Linked DNA regions of Gasterosteus aculeatus: region 1 is linked to region 2. Evidence: chromatin contacts called from public Hi-C data. All regions are on one chromosome and are shown on one strand. The core of a region is the stretch at or near the end of the contact, and the rest is flanking DNA. Distances in the headings are between cores, read along the strand shown.

The links. Hi-C and Micro-C count contacts between places; a contact is called where the count stands out from the background.
Region 1: a Hi-C map of whole body shows a contact between it and region 2, with 5 times the contacts expected there. The contact joins two enhancer-like sites. A contact is called at or near these places in 5 of 6 Hi-C or Micro-C datasets (liver, skeletal muscle, tail fin and 1 more).

Annotation. Positions count from the first base shown.
Region 1 is chr4:20,977,395-20,981,589 of fGasAcu3.hap1.1, forward strand. It overlaps slc38a4 (solute carrier family 38 member 4), which reads right to left. Exons shown (of 16, transcript XM_078100987.1): 10 at 4,193-4,195; 11 at 3,586-3,665; 12 at 3,346-3,446; 13 at 2,756-2,880. Among protein-coding and RNA genes, the nearest start is that of LOC144406171, 2.9 kb to the right of the region's middle. Within about 2 kb of position 1,572, at least 1 of the 9 cell types and tissues checked has open chromatin away from gene starts, as enhancers often do.
Region 2 is chr4:20,942,805-20,947,701 of fGasAcu3.hap1.1, forward strand. It overlaps scaf11 (SR-related CTD-associated factor 11), which reads left to right. Exons shown (of 15, transcript XM_078100986.1): 13 at 490-660; 14 at 783-893; 15 at 1,151-2,266. The coding sequence ends at 1,246. slc38a2 (solute carrier family 38 member 2) reads right to left here. Exons shown (of 16, transcript XM_078100988.1): 16 at 3,641-4,897. Among protein-coding and RNA genes, the nearest start is that of slc38a2, 11 kb to the right of the region's middle. Within about 2 kb of position 2,752, at least 1 of the 9 cell types and tissues checked has open chromatin away from gene starts, as enhancers often do.

The sequences.
Region 1 (4,195 bases), core at 322-2,821, 33 kb after region 2:
ACTGATCTGCAAAGCTTTGGAATCATAATTACGGTTTAAGAAAGTCTTTTCACAATCTACAAACGCTTCATAAAGGATGAATTAACAGAAAGCCAGAAACCAACATGTCAAAAGAAGCTTTTAACAGTGTCCCTGGAAGGCAAACAACTAGGTTACAATTGTTTGGATTCCTCACAGAAATAATTGCATGTTATTTGAGCATCAAAATGAGTTGTCCAAATGCCAGTCACAAATTCAAGCCAACTGTCGATGTTTAGACTAATGCTAATAATGTAGTTATTACAAACAAGTTTATCTTGTGTAATCAAAACGTTCGTTGCCTATTGCTCCAATCCCTTTTTTCTATAAGATTACATAAATATAAGACCAGACATCAAAGGATAAGCACCAATAGAGAAGAAAGTCAGTTAGTCTCTTGTGATGCTTCAGAGAAAAGTGTTCCAGCTCCTCAAAGAAAGACCTGGACGGAGACTCAAATGCCACTCCGCGGTGGTGGGACATGCAGGTGAGGGTGCTGCTGTTAATCGGCTCGTTTGTAGCCGTCTCGCATGGTTTCAATCTCCAGCTGGAGCCTGAGAACTGGGGCATGTTTGACTCCACATAAAGCCCTTTCATTATGTACTGGATCCTGGCAAAGCCCTGTGCGATCTGGCCTCTGTTAGCGTCTATCCTACACGTGACTGCGCACACACACACACACACACACACACACACACACACACACACACACACACACACACACACACACCTCAGAACTTGCACTCTTCCTCACACACACACCAAATCTCTCTTCTCTAATGGAGACCTTCACCCCCCGGAGCCAGGGACAGACAAAGCCAATGCCAATCTCTGTAGCTGAAGGTACGCAGCATTTCTATCGCAAAATGAAGGTCAGGAGGATTCAAGGCGAGATTCTCAAATGTCAAAGAGAAAGTTGGCACAGTGGACAGAATAGTAGTTTCTTTGGATCTTTGGAGCCTCAGTTGCATCAAAGGTGGTCAATCTATCGACTGCGCTACAGCAACGACTCCCTGCTCTGTCTCAAACATACATTCTACAGAACAGGAACAGACATTTCTGCACAGAATCTATATTCACTTCACAATCCGCATTATTTCACACTGTTTCACATTATTTCACGGTCTCTTTTTTGCAAGAAAAAAAAACAAGCAAAAGACATTTTTTAAACCCAGACTTTTGCATGACTTTGTCTTCTTCTGCATTTACCACAGCTGGTTTGCCACATTCATTGTCAAGCTTGTGTTCCTCAGCAAAATGTGTATCTCTCTGTTATCTCGGTACTCCTCCCTCTCACTCCCCCTTCTGCCTTTCAGTTACATTTGAAACGTATTCATGGTGAGCTGAGATTTAGTGGCAGCTGGATTGTTCTTGCGCAGGAAAAAGGAACAAGCAGACCTTTCATTGTAACTCTGCACGATTACTGTTGAACAGAGAAATTTAGACATTTCTGAAAATCAGTCACTAAATTGCTCCTCACTGTCTTTGGGGCTCAAATGCACACGCAGATAAGTCGCAATTGTGTCTGCATTTAATTGACGTGCACTCGCAGCCCCTCCCCCCTCCTGTCTCACTGGCTCCGCCTCTATATCCATGAAGAGTGGGGTTTTTTCCACTGTCCACTCGGAGCCGGTAAACTTCCACTGCAGAAACAGAGTGATTTCGACCCCCCCCCCCTCCCCCCGGCCCCCCCTCCGCCAAAAACAGCCCACCCCCCGACATCGAAAAAACATTAGTATCTTCCCCGTGTTTGTGGATATGGGGGAGAACGCAAGCACATATAGCTACACAGCTACAGTGAGACAGAATGCGCATGCTCGGAGATGAAATAAACGAATACAGAGAAGCTCAGATAAATGTGTATATTTATATTCTGTAACTATGTATAAATGTGTGCGCGCGCGGTCTTCAGCCACAACATGCAGTCATTGCTGCATCATTCTCTGTCAGCACAGTCCTGTCACCAAATAGGCTTTGCTGCCTCCTGGTGGCCACTTCCTATGCCTGCAGCCATGTCCGATCGATTGACAAATACGCAGATGTTTGTCCTGTCTTTACCGTACATACATTAACGTGTGTTCGTGAGTGTGTGTGTGTCTGTTTATGGGAACTAAAACAGAGTGTGAAAACTTCCTCTGGCCAGTGGCCATTTTTGTTTCCCCCCCCCCCATGTCATACAAGGGCCAAGCTAAAATTAGCCCGTGCACATATATGGGGCGGGAAACAAGAGGAGTGTGCATACGTGTGTCCGAATGAATGCGATGGGGCGACGAGTCGGTAACCCTTTCACCCCAGCTTGAGAGAAAATGGAGAAAAAGACAAAAAAAGAGAAAAGGGGAGAGAGGCTTTACTGTTGAGTGTGTGTCGGAGTAATTGAGAGGCGCGTCCGCTTATGGCCTCAACCTGCGTAGTCTTGCTAAACGTGCCACTGAATGAATGGCCGCTTGGCGTCGGGTGGAACCCGGTGCCCAGATACCTAATTGCTTGGGTGGTGTATGTTTGCGTGCATGCCGACCGTAGAGTGTTTGTGCCTTCTGACGTGAATGAAATGATATCAGCGGCTTCAATTAAAATGCTGAGAGAGATGAAAGAGGACAGCTACACTTTGAGGCATCATTTTCCGCTTAGCCAAACTGCTAACTATAACCCCCTACTCCTAAAGAGTAGGGGGTTATAAAAAGAGTCTTAACAAACTGTGTGTGTGTGTGTGTGTGTGTGTGTGTGTGGGGCTACTCACAGGGAACAACACAATGGGGACAGTCAGAGTGACGGCAGTGAGAACCGCCAGACGCACCAGCAGCAACAAGGTGTCAAACTTATAGACCTTGGTGAAGGTGTGGAGCAACTCTGCCTCCACGTTTTCTGTGTGGGAGGGGAGACGAAGGAAAAAAGTAACACTTGGTGAACAAAAGCGAAAACAGAAGCGATTGGAACAGCCACGTATTGATGGGGGGGAGAATTGAAATGTCAGCGTCAATGTCAAATATCCAGAATCTATCCCTTTCCAACTAAAGCAAGCAGAACAACATCTCTATATGGGTCCAGGTCTCTCCTGCTACTGAGCGCACCCCCCCCCCCCTCCCCAGAGCACAGCTAGGAGCAGCAGTGCAAATGATTGAAAAAATGTGAAATTATGACTTCTCTGCTATTTTCGTACTTAAGTCGCCCAGTTGGCCTGATATGACGCTTCACACAGGGTTGCGGGGGGGCGGAGAACAACCCTGGTCTAGAGTTACTCTGTGACTTCTGCGCAGACTAAGACCAAGGATAGAACCTAAGGATTCTTTGGGCGCACACTACTGCTGCTTTGTGTTGGGTTGCTCTTACCATAGAAGGTGAGGTAGCCAAACAGGGCCGACAGCATGTACATGATGAGCATAGTAAGGATGGACAGGTTGGAGACATTCTGCATCTTTTTCCGGCTGCGACTGTGAAAAAAGACATTTAGTTAGATCACATTGCTTCTAAAATGCATTGGGTTGGGACATGCGGTAAAGGTAATCTTGGAAAACAACTTGCAAATTGAGCTTTTTCTTAACTTTCAAAGCAAAGAGTGCTTTTACTCACTCCTTAAGCTCACTGTAGATAGGCAGGACCTCAGGGTGGCAAACAAAGGCGAAGGCCAGGATGGGTACCGTGTACGCCGTCTGGGGGGGAAAAGATGCAGAAAATGCAGAAGGCTGTTGTGTAAAGCACAGAGGACACTGTCCCTTCTTTTAAATGTAAAATCCCTATAACTGCAACTGGCATGTGATTACAAATAATGCAGAAGAGTCTGGTAGTCAACTGATAATAATCCTACATGTCATATTCCAATCCGGACTCATGACCAAGCTGGCCCGGATACACACACACGCACACACCCTCAAACTAACCCCACCTTTACCAAACATGTCTTGGCTTATTGCTGGTATTCTAGTTGTCAGATGTGCGTGAGTATTCATGTACGCTGTGTCCACATTCTCTTCATTTGACACTTATCCAGACTCAACCCCGGCAGTGCATTAACTTCAATTCAAATGGTAAACTTAACCAAGGGACGAGCCATTACGTAAACTGACACACCCGCTGGGGCTGCATTTCATGACACACACGCTTTTGAACAAATTTGAGATTGACACTCACAAAGAGCTCACGTATGCACGGCATGTTTCTGTGACAGCGCCGCCCGTACCTG
Region 2 (4,897 bases), core at 1,502-4,001:
TCCAACGAACTGTCATTGGCGACGTGAGGAATTGCAGTCCCTGTGTCTGCAGCTTAATCCGGCTTAATGACCAACACCGAAGGAATGCCGCTACACCCTCGCTTTACAACTTGTGTGTGCGCCTGTTTCCATCGAGTCGCAACTGCTGCGCAGCACAAAAGCTCCCAGTAGATGACTAACTAGCTACTGTGGCGATACAAGCAGGAGGCTATCGCTATCTGCCAGGAGCGAGTCATCAGAGTTGTGTAAAATAAGTAGTTCAATACTATTTAGGAACTGATCTGGGATATGGCAGCGGTTTTTGGTTCCCTAGTAGCAGTCTGTCGGCTGGTGCGAACGCCACATGCGGCGTGAACATATGCGCGCTCACAACGAGGCAATACCGTGCGTGGGGGAATGTTATAATGAGGGGGTTGTTATAATGGCAGGGGAAAAAGTGAACACATTTGAAATAGTTGTACATGTCCTGTCGTCTCTGGTTTGGCCTAGATGGCGAACACAATGGTGGGTTATGGGAAACCTGGTCTTCTTCCCACCCCGAGCAAAGCTTGTTTTGCCGCTGCGACCTACGGCCAGTCAGCTGCCAGCCAGGTTCTACCATCCTCTACAACTCAGCCCGGCTATCATAAGGCTCAAGCTGACGGCTCCAAAAAGGAAAAGGTGACCTGTTGCCACCGGGCCGACACGCCACAAACCGCCTTTCCAGACCGCTCCTTTGTGCCTCAGTGTCCCGTTTCCTTTCCCGCGTTCTTGATTTCCACTCTCTGTTTTAGAAACATCAGATCCAGGAGAGAGCGGTCAATGAAGTGAAGACAGCCATCAAACCATATTACCAAAAGAAGGAAATCACAAAGGAGGAGTACAAGGAGATTGTCCGTAAAGCGGTTGAAAAGGTAAGACACAGCGTTTAAATGTGAGTGCAAGTTCTAAAATGTCGTTGTAAATGAATCAAGAGCAGGAAAGCGCAGCTAACACAAAACCAGGGATACGCTCTACAGTGGATGTGCTAGTAGTAAACCGCTTTCATTTAAAGAGCCGTTGATCAACGCGGCATTGAATTGTGTTCTCGGTCTTTTGGAAAGACTTGAGACGAAAGGGGCCTTCCCCTGAATCTGACCGCGTGTTGGTCCTCGACCGTTTATTTCCCCAGGTGTGTCACAGCAAGAGTGGTGAGGTGAACTCCAGTAAGGTGGCCAACCTGGTGAAGGCCTATGTGGACAAATACAAGCACGCCCGCAAGAAATGAAGCCCCGCGTGGCGACGCCCTCACGGACCCATTCAGCTGCTCAAGTGCAATTTCCTCTGGCTGGAATTTAGCCTCCAAACTGACAACGGAGAGCCAACATTTCCTTTTTTGATATCTCTACCTTTTATTGAATGATGAAGATTTTTTTCTATAGATTTTCATATTTTGTTAGAAAAATAATTACCCAATCAGAAATTGTAATGCAAGAGCCCTTTATTTTGCATAGATCATGTTTCTTGGGGAACTACTGTAAAGAGCGCGGGGGGGTGGGGGGGGGCGTATGACGGAGGAGGGAAGCGGTTTATGCTGAAGATGCAACGCTCAGCGGACTACATCAGCTCGTGTAGGGTGGAGCCTTTTCCAGGGTGCCGGCTGGTACGATGAATGCATCCTGATCGCATAGCTTATTAATTGAATATTGTCAATGTTCTTTTTTTAAAAGATTACATAAGGCCTCTTTAAAACAACAAGTGCATTGCCTTTATTAATCTCTGTGGTTCAATAAAGGGCTGGAATCTGATGAGTGATATTGTAATCCGGTTCCTGATTGGCTGAGGAGACCATCAGAAGTGAGTTTGTAATATTGGGCAAAGGACCCGGTGGGGGGGGGGGGGGGGGAAACTGAACCCCTCCTTTGGCCTGAATGTGTATTACATGTTAATGGGTGAACACGATCTGTTCAAAGTATCCAGAGAGTAGTGAAATAAAAGAGCTGCTGCCTGATCTGCTGTGTGTTTGTTGGAGGGCTCGCTAAGGGATGGAAGCACGCCTCGATTTTAAGTGTTTCCTGCTGCTCAGGGGCTGAATTTAGTCTTTCCTGTGATGTTTCTGCTCCACCAAATCAAACCATGTAATGTGATTTGTTTATCTGTTTAAACACGAGGGATCCACCTTACTTATTCTGTGAAAGTGAAACCTGTCAACAGATTGGATGGGCAGTATGTGGCAGCACTGTCAAAAGTATATAAAATAACAGTTGTATACAGACATGTAAAAAATAAACCAGCTGTTATGGCAGACTTGATGCCTACTGCTGCTTATTTACACATCAACAGTTGCGAGAAAAATGTTATTCATTTGGATTTGTTTCTGACCGAAGGAGTTTCAAGTGTTAAGTTCTTTATTCAGCGAACATTGAATGAAAAGCTTTTCTCCAAACCCCATTTGGCTTGTCACAGAAGGGAAAGCACAGATATAAATAATCCTACTGATCAGTTCTGCATCCTATTAAGCTGCTGGTTTAGGGTTTCCCCCTTCTTCATGTCTGTGATTTATGGGACACTCAAACGCCATTCATGCAATTAGAAACGCTTGTGCTTTTTCTCAAAGCTGTGAGTCCAAAATTGAGTCAAATTAACGGATCGTAGCTGCGATGTACAAAACCTAAATTAACAATATAAGACGTTTGTCAACTGTTTCCATGTTCAGTAACGAGACTACAGCGTTGAATGTAATAAGCTGTATGTAAGCTGTCATGTCTGTCATGTATGCTTTCGGGCATATGTCATGTTAAAGTATACTAATTTAGTATGTTTTGTGTCGGAGTTTTATGAATATTTAATCTCCGGTTGCGTAGTGTCGCCTGATGGCCTGAAGGCGTCAGTGTTGTGTCGAAGGAGAAAAGGGCACGGTTGACTTCTTTTCATAAACATTTTGAACAGTGTCTTTAGTCAACTACCAGATTTTAACTATATGGAAGGTTAATACAGTGTGAGCAAAGCATTTTTACAAGAATGAAGGCAGTGTTCAGGCGGAATTCAACTTCATGAAAGCAAAAAAAACAGAGACGCTGCACTACGACAAGTCTTGTGTAGAAGTTAAAATGATTTCTGATCATTAAAAATGTTAGTATATTTAACTGATGTCTAATATTTAAATTGATAGGTCTTAAAAGTCCCCGGTGGTGTGATGTTAAGCACTGTCGCCTGACGGCAAGAAGGTCCCGTGTTCGACTCCTTCCTGCGTGGAGTCTGCATGTTCTCTGCGGGCGCCGCGGCTTCCTCCCACACTCCAAAGCCATGCTCTGGGGATTAAGTTAATTGGTGACTTTAATTGCCTGTAGGTGTGCGATCGACCGTGTCTCCATGTCGGCCCTTCGATTGACCTGTGACCCATCTTGGGTGTACCCCGGCTGTCAGGATCAATGGGTGGTTTTTTACTGTATTCAGGATTAGTTCGATAAAAATAAACTAATAATCCTTTTCCTTTAACAATAATACTAATGGTTTTTGTAAGTCATTTTGTGTTGTGTTATACATTAAGGCCCCTAGTTGCCTCTCTTGGGACAACAATCTGACCAAACAACTGAAGAACACTCTGTTGCAGCTCCTTGTCATAACACACATTCGCAAACTCTTCTCAGACCAAGATGAGTGTACAAAGAACAAAATGTTATTAGTTTATCAGTTTCTATTTTAATTGGACATTATTCACATGATGTACATAATGTTTCATTGAAACAAGACTAACACTGGTGGGCACAGCCCTCTTTGCTCCTGAGGTCAAGAGGTGGCTGACGTACTCTCCAACCAAGATGTGCATCAAGAACATTTTGCTGACATTTCTTGTTCAAGGGCCCCGACGGGAATAAGACTGCTTCTGCTGAATTAGTGACTTCTACACGTAACAGTTTTCACAGAATCAACACAATAGGATAATTCAGTCGGTCTTATCCGAGATGAACGGCGGAAGCCCCAGAGCTTTGGAGCCAATTCAATATCACAAATTCACCAGCTTGGGGATTATTTAGCGTTTGTTTTACAGCTCCAATGCATTATTGTAAAAAAAAAAAAAATTCAAACAAAACAAAGCATATGTACAGTTAAACTCAAGAGATATATATATATATACATTTATATATACATACGATATTTTATAAATATAGTAAAATAGATTAAATTACATTGATTTCATGGTCTTCCATAAATAGATGTTGGACAATAACAGTTTGGTGATGTGTTGAGTTAGTGTTGGAAGCACAGTGCACTGTCAGGTGACGAGTCTGCGTCGGCTCACCAAGTTCTCCTTTGTGAAACATTTCAAAAGCAGAACACTACACAAAAACACTCCAAATAGTTTGACTGTCTGCTGGTCGGTGTGTAAGAGGAGATCCGACCTATTACTTTTTTCTTCTTTCTTTTTTCTCGCAAGTTTAACAGGTATGTTACAACCACTGTATGTGGTCAAATTCAAGGTAGTCTCCCGTAAAGACAAAAAAAATAAAGTTTCCCTGGCGGTCGAGTGGCCTCCAGGTCTCGAAGCAGTAGTTTCGTCACTGAAGCCAACAAGCCAACAAGATCCTCAGCAGTTTTTTTTTTTTTAAATACAGTTTAGTGAGAGTCCTCTAATGAGAAACTCTACAGCTCCCAGTGTCGGGTTGGAAAAGGCAGACTCTGTGCACTCGTATCGGGGTTTGCATGGAGCGCTGACACTAAGCAAGGTCACAGAGCCGTGGTACGAATACTCAAAAGGCAGAGTAATGGGCCTCGCATTGACATGTGCTGAACAGTAAGTGCTTTTCAATTTACAACGATGCTAAACAAATACATTTTTGGCAAAGAGAAAGAAAAAAAAAAACAGAAAAAAAAGTAAAAACACAACTACTGGAAGGAACTGAATCGCCCTTGAGGACGTTGAACTTTCAAGTTGCCT